Linked DNA regions of Zea mays: all the other regions are linked to region 1. The links are chromatin contacts, called in public Hi-C and HiChIP or PLAC-seq maps. All regions are on one chromosome and are shown on one strand. Each heading gives the region's core, a stretch centred on a gene start, on an enhancer-like site or on the middle of the called end of the contact. The rest is flanking DNA. Distances are from core to core; before and after follow the strand shown.

Region 1 (5,128 bases), core at 785-3,284:
GAACACGCACCGCCACCGTATACCAGCCGTTATATTAGCAGTGTGATTGATTTGATTAGTCCCCCCGGCTCCGATCTAATAAGGTAGTAAATCGGGACCCGATGAGCGCGTGGCATTGTGGATTAGCGGCGGTACCTGATGACGCCGCAGGCTTGTCAGTGCTCTTCACGGTCCGATACATCTGAGAAAGGGGGGAAGCGAGGAAAGCACACAAAAAAAAGCAAAGCGATGAGCTCACAGGCCAATGCAATGCAAACCAGAAATCACTGGTGGGGATGGGAGGTGTAGTAGGAGACAAACAAATGGATGAGCAGGCGGATCGGCGCGCAAGAGAACACCAGCAAATGGACACATGGAAATACTATGATGCCCTCTCTCTCTCTCTCTCCTCTGGCCATGGTTCTTTCTGAAGCTGTGACTAGTGCTTTGGGCCGTGCGCGCACACACCTACACACACATACGCTAACTAGGCGCGGATGCACATACACTGCATTATTGTGTAATGATGACTACTTTTGCCCTCTTTCTCTCTCATCCACACACATCCCCACACCCATGCATCTCTCTCCTCCGCCAGGAATGGCAGTTTCTTGGCTACGAACGAGGCCCCGCCCATCGGACCGTTTCATTCACCGTCTGGAGTTACTGCATTGGCGTTCTTGTCTGACCCAAACAAGAGAAGAAAAAAGAAAGGAAGAATGGCGCGAGGAGGGAGGCGAAGGAAATCACAAGGCTCTCCTGCGAATGCGATGATGGAGGTGAATTCGTTCGGAGCCCAGAGTTTCGGAGATGGTTGGTTGGCAATGGCCGAAGTGCTAGCGCGCGTACCTGGAGATGGCTCTTGACGTGGGCTAGGGTCAGATCCTTCACGTCCATGAGCTCCAGCACCGACTTGGGCGTAGCCCCTGCAGGCGAGGGAGAGGGAGATATATTTATTTTGAGAACAGGGATCGGAGGACGGGGATCGGAGGTGTAATTCAGCCGTGGTTGCTGTTGTTCGGGGGCCGGGGGGCACGCACTCTCGTGGCCTCCGAGGAGCTCGACGGCGTGGACGAAGCGGGCGTGGAGCGTGCTCGTCCACCGCATGCGCGGCGCGCGCATGCTGCGCTTGGCGGGGAGCTTGGGCATGAACCGGGAGCCCAGGCCGAACGGCTGCGCGCCGTGGAGGTGGTGGTGGTGGTGGTGGTGCCCGCCGACGATGCCGCCCAGTCCGCCGACGCCGCCAGCGCCGTAGCCGCGGAGGGTGTCGGTGAGCATGCCGTTGAGCCGGCCCGATGCCGACAGCATCCGGTGGTGGTGATGCGCGGCCGGGGACAGGAACGCCGCCGACGCTGGGTCCAGCAGCGGGGACGGCGGCGTGCCCGGCGCGAGCGGCGACGGCGACGGCGACGTGGAGCCGAGCGACGAGGGCCACGTGCTCGGGTGGTACGAGCCGTAGAACCCGAGCTTCTGCTGCTGCTGGTGGTGGTGGAGGGGGGCGCCGTCGGCCCCGGAGGCCGGCGGAAGGAACGGGAAGCCCCCCGGGCCGTTGTAGATAGGTATCCCTCGGATTGGCAGCGCCACCGACGCTCCCCCTCCTGCGCCGGCGCCGGCGCCTAGCCCGCCCCCGCCGTCCAGCGGCTGAAGCATCGGCATGGCGGGCATCAGCGTGGCGCCCGCCGACGTGGTGGCCGCGGAGGACGCGGCCGCCGCCGACGGCCGGTGTCGCCACGGCAGCGCGTCCGCGTGCTCCTGCTCGACCGGCGGCGACAGGGACAGCTCCGTGGACGCTGTGGACCCGTTCAGCCTCCGCCACGGGTCTCCCCCGGCGCCTCCTCCTCCTCCCGTTCCTCCCCCCACGGCGGCGCGCCTGCCGGACGGGCCGGACCCCGCCGCGCTGCTAGGCAGGCTGATGTGCAGCGACAGGTCCGGCGACGCGGCCGAGCTCGCCTCCATCGCCCGCCGTCTACCTTCGGCTGACGCCCCTCTCTCCTGATCGCACGACGCTTGCAGTTCCCACCCCGCGGTCTCTCCTCTCTTCATGCCCGGCTAGCTTGGAGGAGGGCTCATGCGATTGATGGATATATACAAGAGGAGGAAGAGAAGGTTCTTGGTGTTGTGTGGAAGAGGGGGGGGCTCTCTTCTCTCGTTTGTGCTTCTGCTTTGGCCTTGGTGGGTGTCTGTGTCTCCAGTACTGGAGTTACTCTCTCCTCTCTTTCTCTCTCTTGTCAAGAAGATGACTGTGAGAGGCAACCAGGGATGAACTGGTCTCTTGTGCTGTTCCTCCTTATTGCTACTAGTATCATAAAAAGTTAGAGAGAGAGAGAGAGAGAGGGAAATAAAGGAGGAGGTAGCTAGGAAGCAAAGAAGGGGGGAAAAGAGAGAGAGAATATGAGATTATCTTGTTGTTAAGGAGGGGCAGGCATCACCATGTATGAGAAAATGACACTTAGGAGGCCATTGGAGTCAAAGGAACCATTGCTTTTGTCTCCACACCTGCATCTGGCCTCCTCACACAATAAAGACTGGACTGATAATTGTATACTATAGAAAAAAAATCGTACCTCCTGGAATTAAAAATCTGTGTTCATGTCCATGTAGGTATGTGTACTACTCCTGCTCCATATTGATATTGTAGGAGAAGACTGCATCTGATTTTTTTTCCCCTGTTTTGTTTTGCATGAGACGACTGACTGATGATGATCTGATTATTTTTTGGGGGACGAAAAGGCTGTCTGAGCTCGTGCGCCTGCTGGGATGCTTTATTTTTCCCCCCACGCCCCAGGGCTTGGGTTCCCCTTCCTCTTTCTCTCCCCACCCCTTGCTCTGTGGAGCAGTGCACCCTTTTTTTATGGGGGAGGGGCGGCCGGCCGGCCGGCCGGGGGTCGGGGGAGGACTGGAGGAGCAAGGCAAGGCAGGCAGACTTCTTCTCTCCCCAGTACTGCTTTCAGATTGGATGTATGTGTGTGTGTTGCAGTGGAGGGGAGAGGAGGAGAGCTCTAGGCCGGGCTCTCAGGCTCTTCAGTGACCAGCAGGTCCACATTCTGCAGTCACACCACCCGGCCTCTCTCATCAATTTGCAGTGCAGTCCCATAGTAAGCGAGTACTTTGTGTTTGTGCAAAGCGGTGAGTTTCCTGCCAGCTGCATGTGTCAAGGTGTGTGTGTGTGCTCCTGTCCTGGCTTCCCCCCTTCCTGTGTCCTGCTGCATGCTGCCCTGGCTGCCTGCCTTTTTCACTCGACGCATCGTCCTCTGCACGCTCTTTGCCACCACCACCACCACCCACGTCGACCTTTCTTCTTTCACGCTCGATACAACGCAATGCCGTTAAACCACTGCATCATCAAACAAAAATGCTTACACAAGCGGGTTTTGTGGGCATCGACCGTGGTGGTTGGAGAGAAGAATGTGTTTACGTTCCTCTACTTATTAAATGTAGTAGTAGTAGTAGTCAATAAATGCAACAGTTAGATCGTCCTTGTGATGTTGTGTGTGGCAAGTTTCGTGTTTGAACAAAAAGTGAGGTCACATGCGTGACGATGCTTCTGCTAGTAATACAGCATATTTAGTTTTCATTGCAACAAAAACGGGTACCTTGATATTCATGACATCTTTTGTCGCTTGCCAGTGAATTGCTTTAACCGCCACCTCTCTTTGTAGTTTTATCCCACGAAGAATTTGTATATTGTGAACGGATGCCTTGACATTCATAACCATTATGTCACTCTTGTTAATCAGTTTCTTCTATTGATATACTGTTGGATACCTTGTCATTCAAGATTTGTTCTCACTCATAACCAAAGTTGTGGGATTGTGGCCGAGGGCGGAGCTAGGATTTCGATTTAGGGGTGGGGGGGGGGGCGACAATACGATACGATAGTGCGTGTATATATTAGATATTCTATTTGTCACCTCAGGTGATAGACCGAGTGCTCTATGACCCACACCCAGTGGTGTGGTCGGTCCAATAGATTCGTCGGTCGGATACATTCGAACGGATTCAGATATATCACCCTAGTCGTTGAAAACCAGCGCTACCATATATACACACACTGACTCGATAAAGGCATATATGATAATCAAATTAACATTAGTTTTACGATGTGAAGGCAATCTAAAAATCTAAAATGATACAAAAAGTCACATAGAAAAGAGGGGGGGGGGATGGTTTGCATTGAGTCTTTCACCTTCTTTAGACATTCTATTTTATATGAAAAAATCATGGTACTAACATAAATGAAGGAGAAGGGAGGATATAAAACAATCCTAAAAATATATAACCACTCCACCATTCTGATTCATACAAAAAATAACAATGATAACATAAATGAAAGAGAGATGGAAGATAAGGGAAAATAAACATAAATATATAAATGATACTAGAGATTAATAGAGGGAATAAATAACAAGACATACACTAATTTAAATAACCCTCTAACATCTAACCAATCAATTTTATTTAAGTATCAATACAAACTAAGAAACAATAACAAGAATATGACATAAACATTAATCTAGGTGTATAAAGGCTATTAAAGATCATATAAATAATTACTAATTAGAACTAATTTTATATTTTCCTTGATTAACAGGACTATGTCATTTGACGACGGTTTATGGCACAACCTTTTAACATGTCATATCTATAAGCTACAATGCATTTTTTGATATTTACTAAATTGCATCTAAGTCTCAAATGAGTTATAATATATATATATACCATTAAAAGTTTTCATGAAAATGGTATACATAAATATATATTCTTATATCACAAGCATATAAAGAACAAAGGCAAGATACTTTGAGGGTCATGCTTAGGTCGGCACAATATGAAGACATGTTATTGTGTCATTGGACATGTTTGTGTCAAAGTAAAGACTTATCATGTCGTACTGACACGACCTAATGTGCTTCGTGTGCCTAGAGGCGACCACCCAAATCAGCACAAAGCACAAGAGACGCCCTAGTCCCACCACTACTCATTAAGGGCACTCCAACCTAGAAACTACCTAGAGTAGTTGGCTACCTATGTTCATTAATTAGGGTACCACCTAGTCAAAAAACAATGATGTCATTGAAATTATAACCCGTCTCAGTGAGAGTTTGGTATATAAGTTTCATTTGCATTTAATAAGTTGCCACATAAACAT
Region 2 (5,128 bases), core at 1,926-4,425, 230 kb after region 1:
TAACTCTAGAGATTCATCTTACAAATGGCTCTAATTATGCATCTTGGTTCGCTTGTATTCTTAAGGCTTTTAAGAGTGCAAATCCTTATTTAGAGCAGATTTGTGATAAGAGTATTTTGCCTTCTAAAATTAGTAGAATCCATCTAAGGGAACTAAGATGTTTGACTTTAAATCTTCCAGCTTGCAACATCTTAGTTGATGATCTTAGTAAAGATGCTTATTATACCATCATGACTAGTAATGATGATATGTTTGTTAATGTGCATGATCTTTGGACTAGAATTAAAATGAAGTATTCTAAGTCCAAATGCATTGTCTCTACTTCTTATCGTATTTGTACTACTAACCCTTTGAAGGAAGAAGAAGAAGAGCGATGGAGACCAAACGATAAATCCACCTCTACAAAAGGCTTGTTTGTCCATTCTGCTTTGCATGCTTTTGCTAATGATAATGCTAGGGAGAACGAGACAGATGATGTGGAAGAAGATGAGATACACTAGCTTTGCACTCATCTCAACAAGGAAGATAAGACAATTTTGATGAAATTGTTGAGAAGAGCGGAAGAACAAAGCAAGACGCTTCTCAAGCTAGAAGAGACCCTCATCAAGACAAAGAAAACCTAGAGAAGCTGACCAAAGAACATGAGGAGCTAAAGTGCTCTCGTGGTGATTTGGTCCAAAGATATGAATCATTTTTAATTGAGCGCATCAATAATGAGAATTAACTATCATGTATTGCTCAAGTTTAAGTTGATAATGCCATGATCAAGGATCAAGTAGAAATGCTAAAATTTGAAAAGGTAGCATTAGATGAAAACATGATATGCTTTCTTGTTTCATGAAAAATTAATTGATGATCACATCATGTTTAATAATGCTCATGAGGTTGTGATTACTAATGTAAATTCTTATTGACCTCATAAATGAACATGTGTTCAATTTGAAAATATATTACCATTGCTAACCTATGTTGCTCCCAAGTAAGCCAATGTCCGATTGAGCAACAAATTTCAGTTTTAAAAGAAAATAAGCTCATGGAAGAAGTCAGAAGGCTTAGAAGGAACATGAAGAAACTAAGGAGAAAGTGTTATGCTTGACCTCCTCAGATAACCATGGACGCACGGTGAAGAAGCTTGAGAAGGGAGAAACAATAACATACACCAAGCTCCATCTAGAGAAGAAATTTCCTGGAGCAACGAATCAAACTAACAACATGAGCAAGGATTAAGGTAACTATTCAAGTGTTCATGTTTATTGCGCTATCAATGTCTCCTTGTCCTCCAAGAGTAGAAAGAGGAGAAAAGACATGAGATGCTTTAGATGCAAAGATAAGGGCTACACGATTGCTTCATGTCCTCACATGGAGAATAAGATCCATGTATCACTAAAGATGATCATCGCGCACAAGGAAGAGCAACAAGAAGCAAATGCTGCACAAGACTGAACATTGCATTTTCTACAATTGCCATGAACTAGGTCATCTTAAAAAGGTTTGTACTAAGGGTAAAATTCCTAAGCCTAGCAAGTTCATTCATTCTTATTCGCTTAGGAAATCCAAATATTACACTTGTGCTAGAACGGTTATTAGTTCAGCCAAGTTTAGCACAAATGTTATTTGGGTATCCAAAGCCTTATTGGCTAATCTTGATGGACCCATCTCAAGATGGGTACCAAAATGTGCAAACTAGTCTTAACAGGAACATGGAGATGAATCGAAGGCTTTGGGATGCTTGAGCAGTTAAATCAAATTCTAAACTCAAGTTATTAATCTTACAATTGTCTATTACTTATGATTGACACAAAGATGAATTGTCATATCATGAACTTCATATTCATCTTGAGTTAAGTTGTGTTGTAGGATCAAAGATCTCAATAATGGTGAATTAAGATCAAAACCTACAAAATGCTAAATTCTAAAGGACGGTAACATATAATCTTAAGTGTTCATTTCTTTCAATTGGTATAACCCTTGTGTCTTGAGTAGTCACATAGGAAAATTTGAAGCAGTTGAGAATGTTCTTTAAATGTTTTGCCTTCTTTTGGAAAGATCCATCTTATTATAGATTGTGTATGCTTTAATTCGTCTGTTGTTGCAATCCACATTCTATTCATGCCATAGTGTTATTTCTATCATTTAGTCTGTCGTTTGGTATATCGTTTTTACGATTGCCTAGACATAAAGAGAATGATCCCAAGCTCTTAATGGAATAAAGTGCTTCGCATGAAATTCAAATTTTTAAAGCACTCATTAATGGAACTCTCTTTATGACTAGGATGGGTTTCGTTGGGCCTCCTTTGGGCTCAACTGGATTTTTTTTATTCTGAAAACCTTTATCATTGCCAGATTAAAACCGGATGCTACCTGTGATGAGCATTCTATAGTCGTATAGTAGTCTCGTTTTGAGTTGCTAATAGTCCTAGTCAATGAACAATGATCTCTCCCTCCGTGCGTCTCAAATTTGGGTCTTGTTGTGCTGTTGTTTTGTATGTATAATCCTATGATATGTACAAAATTTGAGTAAGGGATAAAAGAATATGTTTTCGGGAGTTTCGTAGCCACCGCATGCTAGGCCCATACATATTACTCTGGTACACATTATTTGTGCAATAACCAGGAGGTTGTTCGGAGTATTTTTAATTGGTTATATAGACAACATGGTAGCTACACTACACTACACCTTATCACACCCTGAAAGCTATCACCTAGCTAGTGACTGATCGGATCATATCACACATGCATGATGCACAAAGGATCCAGCCAAACACATGCATGGTATCCATCCACAATGGGCCAGCACACAGGTGGATGAGTGGGGCCGTGGGAGTTTGCTAGTAAAGGTGAAGCAAGACTAGATGGGGAGGTTGGAGGAATTTAAACTCCCATTGCCCTAGTCTTTTCAGCCAGCCTTTCATCAATTTGGTAGTAATCTTTTTCGATGATGGGGCCGGGAGCAGGAGAGGTGCGATGGAAAGAGCTTGTGGCTAGCCGCTGCTGTTGTTCTTTCTGTGCTGCCGCGCGCTGCTGCTGCTAGCTACGGAGTACTCCTAGGCTAGCTAGTTAGGTAGGAGGAACGCAGCAAGCAAAGAATATAATCTCATTCCCATGCGTTCCGTCCAGCCCATAGGCAAAGCCATCTCCTAGCTCCTCCTCCCGTCCAATCAGAAGGAAGCACGTGGGCAGGACACGACCAGGCTTTCCCGTTCCATCCTATCTGAACACGAAATCCAAGCTATAGGTAATACAGTAGTGTAGCTAGCAACCGCTTTTGTGTCACATGCATGGATGGCCGCCTTTCCAATAGATCTGCATGGTAGAGCATGGGTGTGGCATGGCATGGATCAGGGATCAGGGTCACCCCCACCGAAGGCATTGCTTGCTATATGCTAATAGGCAGTATACATGCTTTTGATGTTGACAGGGGACGGTGGTGCCAATGACATAAAGTGATTGCCATGTTTATTCCCAAACGACACTTTTAGCCTTTTACCAAAAGAGCTTTAAGAGATAGATTCGCTAGATAATATGCCGGTCCTGTCCTCGGAGTTGTCGGTAGGCGTCAAGTCAACAGAAGAAATACTCTAAGGATGTTATGTTTCAGATGGCTCTCCCCCTTCACGTTTTTTTAACCAAATAGGCTCAGCTCCACGTAAGTCTGCTTTAAAAAAGAGTAGAGTCAAGAGAGAGCATCCAAACTTTTAGTTTTTTTTAGCTAATCTATGATAGAGTTTGTGGAGCTAAGGTTAGTCATGTTTGACTAGCTTAGTTGTTGTGTGTTTGGCTTATAACCATAGTTGTGGCAAGGTTTTTCACCTTTTGCATAAATTCCACCGGTCAATGACTTGTAAAAATGTGGCAAGATTTCCTTTGACATTGCCAAGATGTGGTCGACAATTTGTGCGCCTAACCTTAGGCAAATGTGGAACAAAAAATATATAGCAATCTGTGGCACACCTTAGACATACAACCAAACACGCCAAGTCTCTAGCTATGGTTTCAGGCCAAGGATATAAAAGCGATTGAAGAGCTTCGATCTTTGTTCATTGAATCCTCATCGGACTACTTTGACTATCCATAGTTGAATCAAAAGTACATGGTGCTGAAGGTGATAGAAGCAAAGATTCGGCTGCGACGGCGAAAACCTTCCTCTACAAGTGATGCCTAAAAGGAGCCTCAGCTAAGAAAAGATGTGCATGCAGGCCTGTATGATGAAAATGTCATAAATTCACATCTCCAAGTATGGAGCTCTACTACATAAGCGAGAGGGGTAAAAAATTGTAATTTCATGGGAGGTTGTATAGGAGCTCGATCATGTAAATAGTTTACAATATAACTACCAAAACGGATCGGACCTTAATTTGACAGAATTTGTGCTTGTGGTTGTCCTCATGCCGTCGCGAGAGCTATCAGAGGCATAATTTATAATTCCAAAATTTATGTTTGTGATGGTTAATGTCTTTTATTTTTCTGTGTGCTCATGGTTCACATTTACTTATATTGTATGCTTCTTGTTGGAACTGTTACTTGATTTAAAAGTCGTAATAACCTCGCTCGAAGATGTCTGAATGATTATGCTTGTAAATGAAGAATGACATTCATCAATCATCAATGGATACATGGATAACGATTAGTCCGTTTCATTTTACCGGCCTCCTCTCCTCCTTTCGAAATATGAAAGGAGCAGATAATATATCGACATAATCATGTGTTGTGCTATTGTTGTTCTTTTGGAATTACTAATAGGTCTCCAACGACCTTCTTAGCAACTGATTTAATGAATAAGGTGTGTACCTCTTAGTTTCAAACGTCCATCCATATTATTCGCTAGAACTAAACAACCCCCATATGAGTGTGTGTGGGTGTTTGTTAAATATGTGGGCACTGCACAGATAGATTCCGAGCGGCCATAGATGGAGACCACAGGAAATAGGTCCATAGGACATCCGGTGTGTGTGTGCAGGGGTGGTCAAAAGGCATCGACATTAGGAATAGTAACAGTGTCACAGTAAAATAACGTTGCCCAAGATGGGGATGGCAAGGGAGGCCAGCGCTGAAAGAAGACACAGAGCGAGAGGCGCGGACAGACGGACGGACGACTCTCTCTGCTCTCTCTCTCGGGAGGAGAGGTGAC
Region 3 (5,128 bases), core at 807-3,306, 160 kb after region 1:
CTCGGCAAAAAGGTTTGCCGAGTGCCAGGGAGCACTCGACAAAGAAAAGCAGCCGTTACGGTGATAGGTAACGGAGACGGAGTCTGTGCCGAGTGTCTCGGGTGACACTCGACAAAGGAGTTACCTTTGCCGAGTGTCTGCCCGACAGCACTCGGCAAAGAAGCAATCTTTGCCGAGTGCCACCTGGGACACTCGGCAAAGAACCCGCCAGGGAGGGTCCCCATGTCAGGTTCTCTGCCGAGTGCTACGTACGGCACTCTGCAAAGCGTGCCTCTTTGCCGAGTGCTAGAGTGTCAGGTTCTTTGCCGAGTTCTACACATAGTGCGTCATAGCTTTCTCGAAACTTTTTCAAATTTTTACCATAGCCTCTACATATGATATCATGACACGTGGATAGGTTTCATGATTTTCTGATTTTGTTTGTGTTTTATACAATTTTTAAACAACTGGATGGCAAGTTCACGACCATGTTGAGTGAGCATGGTGCTCGAAGTTTCTGGTCCGCTCCTGAAATCGGTCGTAACTTGTGCTAAGTAGCATGGATATCATTTTCGCATGCACGGTTTTCCAAGTTTTAAATTTTAGTGTGGTATCTGATTACGGTTGGACTAAAACAAACATGATTTAACGTTATCAGTTACCCATTACGTTACAAATACGTGAACCAAACGGCACCCTAAATAGCATCTAAGGTTTTGGGTTCTCTGCGTGACAACAAATATTCTACTCCCTCTGCCCCAATTTTGTAATTTGTTTGACTTTTTTACCAAGTTTGACTGACTCGTCTATTCATTTTTATGAAAAATAAAAAATTCAAAATCATACTTAAAGCATATTATATGCTAAATGATATCACAATAAAGTTAATAATAATAATGAATTTTGTTGAATGAGACGAGCTGGTCGAACTTGATGTAAAAAAGTCAAACTAATTATAAATTGGAAGGGGAGAGTAGGATTTATCAGCTTTGTATTTTTAGGGTAGATGAATTTATGAGAGCATCTTCAAGAGACTAGCTAAATGGCTCGTCAAGCTAAATTTTGGCCACTCAACAGCAAAATAACTCTCCAACAGACTAGTCATCTAACTTGTCAATCTATCCGACTCTCCAAATTGGCTCCTTCACTAGCCAAACTTGGCTAACCGTTCTGAATAGTTAAACTAGATAGATAGTCGAGTAGAGTGAGATACTACATATAGAGTGTAATTTTTATGGAAAGGTAAATAAAGATTAAAATAGAGAAAAAAATGAAGATTGTCATGAAGCTGCTGTGATGTTCTTGTGGACAGCGATCCTCAACAGCGTGGTGCTTGTGACAACTTTAATTTATCAATCTTATCTCGAGGATTTTGTGGTCCAGTCTTTAAAGGTGATGATAGGAGTAGAGTTTATGTGCCTGTATTCATAAGGGCATGTGCATTGTTAACATCTACGTTGTACTGTGTAATCTCAAAAAAGAAATCTCTTTATTGCGCCTTCACCTGAGTTCTGGTCAAGCTCACCACTTCAATAAACTCACAAAACAATGCTGGCTTGATTACTTGTGAACAATTAATCCTAGCCTTTTATTTTATCTTCTCAGCCAGTAAACTAATAGGGTGACCGGATTCTATGCAGCTGTTTTTTATTAAAAAAATAAAATCATATTGGCATGAGCATGTGAGCATAATGCAAGTGAGGACTGAAGAGACCAGTGACCACATACCCATAATAATAAATCAATTAAAAGAAGAGGGGGGCCATCTTATAAAGGCAGGGCACAGGGGGTGGGGAGCAAGGGGGGAAAAGAGGATGAACAGTAGATGGCATAAATGGCTCTGGATCCACCCATCGGCAGGTAGCTAGCGAGCGGGTGGCACTCGTTCGTCACTTAACTCATGTTCCTGCTGCTGCTACATATCCTCTCCCGCCACAGGCATCATGGACTGCAATGCGATTTATGGGCGACGGCCGGATCGAAAGGCATTCATTCACTCAACCATTCACTTTGCTTCTGGTCCATGCATGCATGTCTGCATACACTGATGCACACACACACACACACGAGGCCTAGCTAGCAGCCAGCCTAGTCTAGGCTAGCCGTGTAGCTAGGGGGAGCAGCACGTCCGAACGATGGCTGCCTCGGTTCAGACAAACTGTTGCGTTTCGCCTGCTGGTCTCTAGCCACCACGTGATCCTGAGCGGATTCAATGCTGAGAACCAGCCACGGCCATGCATCACTCAATGCTAGCTAGCTTCATGTTGCTTCATTACGCGCACAAAACAACCGGTGGATCGGAGATGGTGTTGCATCATGAATATGCATACGTACATGATCTGACATTATATATATATATATATATATATATATATATATATATATATATATATATATATATATATATATATATATATATATATATATATTGTGCATGCTATGGAATAATGTAACATCCTGATTTTTTATTTAGCAAAATTCTTTTAAATAAACCGTGCGTAGAAAACCATGTTGATGCATTCGTACTCCTCTCTTACATCGTGTTTTTGGTTAAAACAATATTTAAAAATTCACCCAATATGTTTATCTAACTCTATGGATTTTTCTAATATTTTCAGACACATTTCCTTTTTTTTTCTATGTCAAGGTTTTCATGTTGGATGTTCATCGCAATCTTTCCTTGATCCGCAACCATTTTATTTGGATGCGTTAAAAAATTTCCTAGATTTTTTGAATCTTTCAAGTCTTTTCCAAGGATCAAAACAATTTTTAGAAATTATTTTAACACATAAAATGGTATTCTAAGACTGGACAAAAAGGCTAATCCTAATCTAACTTGGCCCCAAAACCACCATATATATACTCATCACGACCAGCTCGAGGAGCTAGCTTGTTCCGAGACATCATCCTTTTCACTAGGATCTAAACATAGCCATCACAGAACGTCAAAATAGCTCTCCTCTAACCTCGACAATGAGTTGTTCGACATCGGTCGATCTATATCCAGCTCCATTAACACTATAGGAAAACTGGATACAAACCGTATTAAATTAACCACTTCCAACTGTTTAAGGATTGAACCGTCTAAAGTTAGCCCGTCGAAAATTAAATACCTTCCAAAGGTTTCCCGACCAAACCGTTGGAAACTAAATAATTTCCTATGGCTAAACCAACAGTCGGAAGTTAAGTTGGTTCAGCCGCCGCCTGAGTGGATAGTCTAACGACGTCAATATATTTCCAAGGCTGTGCTAGCCATTGCATTACAGGAAAACGATTAAAGAACATCGGTCAGGAACCAATGTTCTTAATCTAATATGCCGACATACTTAATTTAAATATGTCGTCTTACCAATTTACTTAGCTTACGAACTGTTGGGGGCCTTCGGCTTCCGAAGGTCCTCAAAAACATGATTTGACAATGTTTTCCAAGTATGCGAGCATGTATCTTCGGAATCAGGTTGCGGGTATACAAAAGCATGGTCAAGACGAAGCTTGACTGAAATGGAAGACGATCATGACGAAGGATGAAACGATTACGAAGCTATGTGCAGAAGAGCTTCGGCATGACAGCAGAAAAGGGAAACCGACTTAAAGATGAAAAGCCAAATTAGACCTCGAATAATTACTATAGAGTTATTGATAAAAGTAAAGGGCATTAATGTAATTTTACACGGGCTACGTCCCGTGCCTATAAATAGATGAACAGTACTCCTGTACTGTTCACGCTGACTTGGCATTAGCATCACGCTTGTACCCTTACTTTCCTTTAAGCCGAAGGTACATTTGTGATTTGTTGTTGTCTATATAAGTAGAATAAATATGAATAAATTAGTAATAATGTTCAAAGTAATCATGTTATTTTCTGTGTTTTATGTATAAATTTCTCTTATCTTTTATTATGATTATGAAGGTGTGACCTTCATAACCTTCGTCTGAAAGCCATTATATTCAAAGGGAAATAATGCTTCGAAGGACGAAGGGCTTTGATATCTAACATTTTATGTTGCCTTGTTCTTAATTCATAGCATTTGAGAACAAGTCCCCAACATTGGCGCCCACCTCCGGTGAACTCACTTCCATTTCTTAAGCTTTGATCATCTTCGGCAAGCATCACCTTCGTCATGCCACCGAAAAAAGCTTCAGCGACAGGGGCTGCCACTCTGCAGCCGCTGGACCCCAATCAGGACGTCCTTTCTCTTAGGGAGGCCCGAAGCCAGAAGAGAAAGGCCACCATTCCAACGCCTCCGGAGGACGACTTGGACCAGGAAATCCAAAACCTGGAGATGCTCCATCAACAGGTGCAACGAAAGAAGAAGATGGCTCGTCTAGCTGACCTTCAGAGGCAGATAGATGAAGCTTCGGAAGAGGTTCGTCATCTTGCTCAGGATGACCAGAACCGAAGGCCTCCACGCAGAGAGCTTCATTAGGAGGGCTTCTACAATGAGGACGACTGGTATGAAGATTTCCATCATGGAAATTTTGCTTTTGATGATGCTTCTCCTCTATCAACAGAATTGCAGGCTACACCATGGCCCCAGTCTTACAAGCCACCCCAGCTCCCCATGTACGACGGTCATTCAGACCCGAAGCAATTCTTGATGAGCTATGAAGCAACCATATCTTCGTATGGTGGCAATACTGCAGTCATGGCAAAGTATTTTGTCATGGCCGTCAAGAGTGTCGCTCAAACCTGGTACTCCTCTCTTCGGCCAGGGACAATCACCTCATGGCAGAAGCTGAAGGATATGTTGATAACCATCTTTCAAGGGTTTCAGACGAAGCCAGTTACTGCTCAAGCTTTATTCCAGTGTACCCAGGACCACGAAGAATACCTTCAGGCGTATGTCCGAAGGTTTCTGCGTCTGAGGGCACAGGCGCCAACAGTGCCCAATGAAATTGTCATTGAGGCCATGATTAAGGGACTTCGGCCGGGACCTTCAGCGCAATACTTTGCCAGGAAGCCACCACAAACTTTGGAGAAGCTGCTCCAGAAGATGGACGAGTATATCCGAGCTGACAATGACTTCCGCCAAAGAAGGGAGGAGGCATTCAGGTTCTCTGAAATGACCAGGGGCTTCGGAGGAAGATTTCATCTGAGGCACGTCAGGTCAATTCATAACTCCACTCAGAATGATGATAGAGGGAGCCA

The links. A called contact is a pair of places that touch in the nucleus more often than the background predicts. HiChIP or PLAC-seq counts read pairs in DNA pulled down with a chosen protein or histone mark.
Region 2: a contact with region 1 is called in an H3K4me3 HiChIP or PLAC-seq map of leaf, with 9 times the contacts expected there. The contact joins the enhancer-like site here to the promoter of LOC100280930 in region 1. A contact is called at or near these places in 11 of 25 Hi-C or Micro-C datasets (bundle sheath, ear, endosperm and 4 more) and 1 of 3 datasets of contacts at active chromatin or transcription factors (leaf).
Region 3: a Hi-C map of tassel shows a contact between it and region 1, with 2.0 times the contacts expected there. The contact joins the enhancer-like site here to the promoter of LOC100280930 in region 1. A contact is called at or near these places in 3 of 25 Hi-C or Micro-C datasets (ear, leaf and tassel).

What each region holds. Positions count from the first base shown.
Region 1 is chr7:111,916,212-111,921,339 of Zm-B73-REFERENCE-NAM-5.0, forward strand. LOC100280930 reads right to left here and starts at 2,035. Exons shown (of 6, transcript NM_001366637.1): 1 at 1,020-2,035; 2 at 829-905; 3 at 136-181. The coding sequence starts at 2,022.
Region 2 is chr7:112,147,041-112,152,168 of Zm-B73-REFERENCE-NAM-5.0, forward strand. No RefSeq gene overlaps it. Among protein-coding and RNA genes, the nearest start is that of LOC103632712, 100 kb to the right of the region's middle. Within about 2 kb of position 3,176, at least 15 of the 20 cell types and tissues checked have an H3K27ac peak or open chromatin away from gene starts, as enhancers often do. A contact at or near this core is called in bundle sheath, ear, endosperm and 3 more, where this site is marked.
Region 3 is chr7:112,079,110-112,084,237 of Zm-B73-REFERENCE-NAM-5.0, forward strand. No RefSeq gene overlaps it. Among protein-coding and RNA genes, the nearest start is that of LOC100280930, 160 kb to the left of the region's middle. Within about 2 kb of position 2,057, at least 8 of the 20 cell types and tissues checked have an H3K27ac peak or open chromatin away from gene starts, as enhancers often do. A contact at or near this core is called in ear and tassel, where this site is marked.